2 separate regions of the Mus musculus genome follow, and region 2 is linked to region 1. Evidence: chromatin contacts called from public HiChIP or PLAC-seq data. All regions are on one chromosome and are shown on one strand. The core of a region is the stretch at or near the end of the contact, and the rest is flanking DNA. Distances in the headings are between cores, read along the strand shown.

Region 1 (3,147 bases), core at 482-2,981:
GAGTGACAATGACTTAGGCATTAGCATGGTGCTGGACCATATCTACAGGCTACTCTAACAGGCATTGTGAAAGGGAAGGGGCTGCTAGGATAACAGAGAAGCCTTCTGAGGAACTAAGGGAAAGGTAACACATAGAGTGTGGATACATTGTATACCATACAGCACAGATACACTGTATACCATACAGCACAGATACACTGTATACCATACAGCACAGATACACTGTATACCATACAGCACAGATACACTGTATACCAGGATGATTCCCTTAGCAGGCTGCCCAGAGTTGAGTGGTAACAAGTCATCACGCTATTTGACATGTTGTGCAATTTAAAACTCAGTAATTGTTTGTTTCTGGAATTCTCCACTTAATACTTTCAGGCCCTTGACTTTGGGCCAATGAAACCTCAGAAGGCAACACTGAGCATCCCTGCTTGCTCTGCTCTAGTCAAATAGGTCCCCACCGAGCCTTCCCCACAGGGCAACAGGTGGGGGAGGAGGCTCTGAGCTGGAGCCAAACCAGTCTTGAGTTGTTCCTGGGACTCAGTTTCTCACTTGTCAAATGGTACTGACATCTGCTTTGCCTGCTACAAGGCTGTCGGGAGAAGAAATAAACTACTTCTTCCTCTTCTTCTTCTTCTTCTTCCTCTTCTTCTTCTTCTTCCTCTTCTTCTTCTTCTTCTTCTTCTTCTTCTTCTTCTTCTTCTTCTTCTTCTTCTTCTTCTTCTTCTGTTTTTCAAGACAGGGTTTCTCTCTATAGCCCTGGCTGTCCTGAAACTCACTTTGTAGACCAGGCTGGCCTCGAACTCAGAAATCCGCCTGCCTCTGCCTCCGGTGTGCTGGGATTAAAGGTGTGCGCCACCACCGTCCGGCAGAAATAAACTTCTTAAAAGGCTCCATGGATGAGGAGATTCACTCTTGGGGAAAGTTAATATACACCATCTCTTTCTCTTTCCCTACAATTTCCACGATAACCAGTGTGATTTCCTCTTTGTCTCCTTCTCCCTCCTCCCCTATCCTTCCTTATCTCTCTTTTCTCCATCCCTCCCTACTCCTTCTCCTTCTCTTCCCCCTCATCTTCCCCCTCCTCTTCCTCTCCTCTTTCCCCTCCTCTCCCTCCTCTCCCTCCTCCTCCTCTTCCTCCTCCTCCTCTTCCTCCTCCTCCTCTTCCTCCTCTTCCTCCTCTTCCTTCTCCTCCTCTTCCTCTTTCTTCTCCTCCTCTCCCTCCTCCTCTTCTCCTTCCTAAGACAGATTCTCATTATGCAGCCCAAGCAGTCTGGAACTTGGGGTCCCCTGCCTCTGGGATTACAGATATGCACCACCCTGTCTGTCTGTCCCAGCTTCTTACAACAAATATCCTGCCCACGTGGAACCTCCAAGCTGGGCTCGAGGAGCAAACTCTCCCTCAGAGGCTGCCTCACTCCTGCCATTCAGCCCATCCAAGTGGCTGAGCAGGGCCCCACCTTCAAGCACTGGCATCTTTGCCTGGAGCACTGCCCAATCCTGTGTCCCAGGCACATCCCTGACAGGCCCTGTCTGGCTTTAAGAGGTACAGATGGACAGTGGTCAGTGTCCCCCTCAGTGGGAGGGGGAGGGGCAGACACGTTCTGTGACGTGTTTGCCATGAGGCTAGTGTTTCATATGTTAGCCACTGTCATTACCACAGGTTTCCCCACCCCACTGCCACCAACTACATGGTCATCTCTGTCCTCTGCCACCTTAGGAGAGTGACATGACTCAGTGGCCTTGTCTAGACTCCCCCAAGGATGAACGCCAGCCCAGAATGACTATCCCCATCTTCGGGTGCTTTCCAACTTGGTTTTTCATTGTTTCTCTTTTCACACGCATAGCCAACACCACACAGACAGCACCCCAGATAAACAATGTTAAGTAATTGATGGGTTGCCCCTCCTCGTCCCCCCTTGAGACTTCTGGGAGAGATGTTTGTACATGACCCGGGATGAACGGAAGCAGACTGGATGGGGAGGGGATTGGAGTCCCCAGCTACTCCCCTAGAGCCAAGAGGCCTTTGCTCCACACTGGCGTCTCTTGTCTCTGCCTCCAAGCGACAGTGCACGCCTTGCCCTGCACCAGAGTGTCCTGTGTCTTTCCCCTGTGCCCCGACAAAGCCTGTGCCACGACAAAGCCTGTGCCACAGTGTAAATCGACACTGCCCCCCAGCCTCTCCAGGCAGCTCCTGCACCCAGTCTGACTTTATCATCTTGGGCATTACAACACCTTGTTTCTTTTATGGTCACAGCCACTCTAGTTTTGAATATTTTCTTATCTCTGTCATCTGTTTACTTTGCTCTGTTCAATGACATTTAGCCAAAACATTTTGCACTCTGCTGTCTTCAGGGAATACAGAGGTTGCAGAGACTCGGGGTGTCAACCTAGAAGGCATGACAGACCAAGGCAGGCAGGCAGAGGTGGTTGGCAGGTACCACACCTGGAGATCAGGAGCTGAGACACTTTTTTTTTCCCTGTGGCAGGGACACAAGGAGGCCACAAGAGCCCAGAGCAGCACCAGGCCTCCTCTTCTGTCTCAGAGGCTCAGAGTGGGTCCTTTCTAAGGAATGCTAGGTGTTTTCTACCTCGGAGGTAGCATCATTGTAAAGTGAACATGTTACAGGGAAAGGGGTCCCCCAAAGAAGGGAAAACCTGCTGGGGAGACCAAGCAGGGAAGACAGACAGAAGCATGACTGTCTGCAATGGAGAATTCCGAAATGTGCTGGAGGCAGCTCAAAATAAAAATAAAAATAAAAATAAACTACCAATCTGAAGAAAGCTACACACTGCCCGGAGCACAACAAGCAGCCATTGGAGGCCACAGAGTGCCACCTGGTGGCCATCAGGGGAAATGCTTTGTGTAGGTCTCTGGGTCCACGTCAAGTCCCAGACACTGGTTGGAAGTCTCTAGGGTCCATCGAGAAGTGGAGAGAGAGGGGGCGGGGAGGTGGAGGGGAGGGAGAAGGGGAGAGGAGGGGGAGGGGGAGAGGGAGAGGGAGAGGGAGTTCTGCCCCATAATTCTCTGTGGATTTTCTCCCTCTGCCAGCCCCCAGACCACCACCACACACACCCCTTTCTCTACTCCTAGCAGAGATTCACAGCCATCCGAAAGCCCAGCTCTCAGCTCCGGATTGTGCT
Region 2 (3,147 bases), core at 328-2,827, 500 kb before region 1:
TCAATAAGCACAAGATTTCTTTTTATTTATTTATTTATTTATTTATTCTATGTATGAGTACACTGGTGTGTCAGACACACCAGAAGAGGGCATCAGATCCCATTACAGATGGTTGTGAGCCACCATGTGGTTGCTGGGAATTGAACTCAGGACCTCTGGAAGAACAGAGGTCATCTCTCCAGCGCCACAAGAGTTCTACATGAACTCCAAATGCTTGCAACTAACAACACCCTTTGGAATATACGGGTACAAACAAAATACTAGGAGAATTAGAAATATTTTAAAGGAAAGATGGCCAAAAATACAATAAGCGTGTAGGATGTACTTAAATACTGTATAGTAGGGACTTTATAGTTTTAAACACAGTAGGAGAAGGAAGAAGTAAGAAGAAGAGGAAGAGGAGGAAGAAGAGGAGGAAGAAGAGGAGGAAGAAGAGGAGGAAGAGGAGGAGGAGGAGGAGGAGGAGGAGGAGGACTAGGACGAAAGGCTCCATCTTTGAGCCAAAATGTCAAGTTAGGAAACTAGAGCCTCGGCTGCAGCTCAGGGGTATGGCCATCATTCCTGGAGACCCAAGGTTTGATCTTCAGTAACTTCTCCCTTTTAAACTACACAGTTCTTTTTAGCTAGGTTCGTTCTTTTTAGCTAGGTTAGGTAGTACACACTTGTGATCTACCACCTAAGAGGCTGAAGCTGAAGAATCTCCAGTTGACACAGTCTAAAACAAACAAATAAACAAACAAACAAACAAACAAATAAGCAAACAATACATTTAAAAGTGAAGGAAAGGGAAAAAACAAACCAAACCAATAACAACCAACCCAAACCTAACCAACAACCCCACCTCCACGCCCCCTTTCCCCAAACAACCAAGTGTCAGATATCCCTGCACTGGTCTGAGGGGGCTGGCAAGGCCCTCCAGACTTCATTATTTTGGAACCGGTTTTCCCGTGGGAGAGGAATTTCTGCTAAGAAGTTTTCTTGGTGTGTCCAGTTTTAAAAAGAAGAAAAGAAGGGGGTGGGGCGGCAGAGCACGGGATTAAACTCATTTAGCAAGGCCTGATCCTGGAGTAGATCCATCAGTATGGGAAGAAAGAGGTGGTTGGAAACAGTCTTGAGCCCCTCTGCCGCCTAGTGTATAGTGACCTACCTTGCACCTACCTTCCTGGAGATGCTGCTGTCCTTAGCATGTCCTTCTTGGTCCTGAGAATCTCCACTTCTCTGGAAACCCATTGTTCTGTGACTTCCCACGTTCTCCTTGTGTGTGGTTCTCCTTGGTCCTGAGATCCTTGATGACCCTGAGAGCCCACTGTTCCTGGGAACTCACTGCCCTTTGGGACCCACCGCCCCTGGGAACATACTGTCCCTTAAACTCACTAGCCCTGGGAACCCCACTGTCCCTGAGAGTGTACTGTCCCCGAGAGAACCCACACCTCGGGTGAACCGCCTTATTCCGGAGTGGCGGAGCACGCTGCCCCTGCCCCGCGGCGAGCTGCGCGCCCATCCCCTCCCGGTACGCTCGCTCGCGGCCCAGCCCAGCGTCACGGCCGTTGCGCCCGGCAGCTCCTGGCGGGGAGTCATGTGGCCGGGCCCCGCGCTGCTGCTCCTGGGCCTGGGCCTGGGTCTAGGCAGCCAGCCGCCACCCACCGGCCCTCGCGGGCTGCCGGGCGTGCTCAGGGGCGCCCCGGGGTTGGGGCAGGGCGCGGAGAGCAGCGTCCGGGGCGGTGACACCGGGGGCCTGTCCCCGCGTGCAGCCCCGCGCCACGCCAGCCCTACGCCGCCCCGTAGGTGTCCCTCGGGCGCAGCTGCACGCGTCCTCCTGAAAGTCAACTCTTCGGACCCCGCAGCCGCCAAGGCTAACGTGTCCTGCCAGACGGCCCCCTGTATCATGCAGCCAGTGAAGATCAACAGGAAGGACCAGAACGCTCCCCTTATCCTGAGCAGAGACGAGGAAGCCACCCTCAATATCACTGTGCGTTGGTACTGTCCTGATGCCTTGGTCATTCGCAAGAGCTGGGTGTACTTTTCGGTGGCCTCTGTGAACGACACCCCTGATTGGAACCGACCTGTGCTCTTGCCGCAGGTGGCAGTGTCTAAGGGTTTCTCCCTCCACATCCCCAAATATGCCCTGCCTTACGGGGTGTATGTGTTTAACTTTACGCTGTCCATCTTCAGGTGGGACCTCGCCTGGCCCACGGTGACAGGCTCGGATATCATCTACATTTGGGTTAGAAAACGCCCCCTGAAGGCTGTTCTTCTTGGAGCCCCCAGAGTAACCGTGAAGTTCTCCGATGAACTGATTCTGAATGGAAGCATGTCCTACGACCCAGAGGCAGACATCCCCACATGGGGACTCCAGTTTTTTTGGTATTGTACCACAAATCCAAGATACTATAGTGGCAACTATGTATTAGTGATCAACCAGGCTGTCTGCCACCCAGAGCAGGATTCACTGAACTGGCCTTGGGCAGTGGGCTCTGTACTAACCATTCCACCAAAAACTCTTAGGGGCAATGGTGTGTATTACTTCAGAATGGTGGTACAGAAGCAAAACAGAACTGCATTTTCTGATAAAACTGTACACGTGCTCCAGGGGCTTCAGCCCAAGGCACACATTTCCTGCATTGAAAATTGTGGCCCCACGTTAGGTGTGTCAGATAGATTTTCTCTGTTTCTGAACTGCCCAAGTTGTGGCCGCCAGGATTTGTATAGCTGGTCCATTTTGTCTCTAACGGGCCATGAAGTGATGTTTGACTGGGCAGGGCAAGCAATCACCAGGAGGAATGGACCTTATTTGTCCATAAAAGCTTTTGCCTTTAGGAATTTTTTGGAAAATAGGGTTTGGGTTTCCCTGATTCTGAAATCTTGGAGTGGTATGACCACGACCTTGAGACATCCCGTTGTCATTAACCATGGCCCTCGAGTTGGCAAATGCAAGATAAATCCAGCTAGTGGGATTTCCATGGTTACTAAATTTGCTGTTGAATGTAGTGATTTTAAGGATGAGAACCTTCCCCTTAAGTATAAAATAATAGTATCTGAGTTGGACAGCATTGGCGCGATCAGTTCCGTAGAAGAGAATACACTGGGTTCCGTGGTGTATTCAGGGGCAGAGCCGATAACACCAGCCTTCTTTCTCCCTGTCGGTAC

The links. HiChIP or PLAC-seq counts read pairs in DNA pulled down with a chosen protein or histone mark.
Region 2: an H3K27ac HiChIP or PLAC-seq map of acute myeloid leukemia shows a contact between it and region 1, with 5 times the contacts expected there. The contact joins the promoter of Pkdrej here to the enhancer-like site in region 1. A contact is called at or near these places in 12 of 39 promoter capture datasets (the 3T3-L1 cell line, 3T3-L1-derived adipocytes, the C10 cell line and 7 more) and 5 of 115 datasets of contacts at active chromatin or transcription factors (the SCID.adh cell line, acute myeloid leukemia, bone marrow-derived macrophages and 1 more).

Annotation. Positions count from the first base shown.
Region 1 is chr15:85,315,530-85,318,676 of GRCm38.p6, reverse strand. No RefSeq gene overlaps it. Among named protein-coding and RNA genes, the nearest start is that of Gm34337, 4.2 kb to the right of the region's middle. Within about 2 kb of position 1,731, at least 7 of the 459 cell types and tissues checked have an H3K27ac peak or open chromatin away from gene starts, as enhancers often do.
Region 2 is chr15:85,820,163-85,823,309 of GRCm38.p6, reverse strand. It overlaps Pkdrej (polycystin (PKD) family receptor for egg jelly), which reads left to right and starts at 1,577. Exons shown (of 1, transcript NM_011105.2): 1 at 1,577-3,147. The coding sequence starts at 1,577.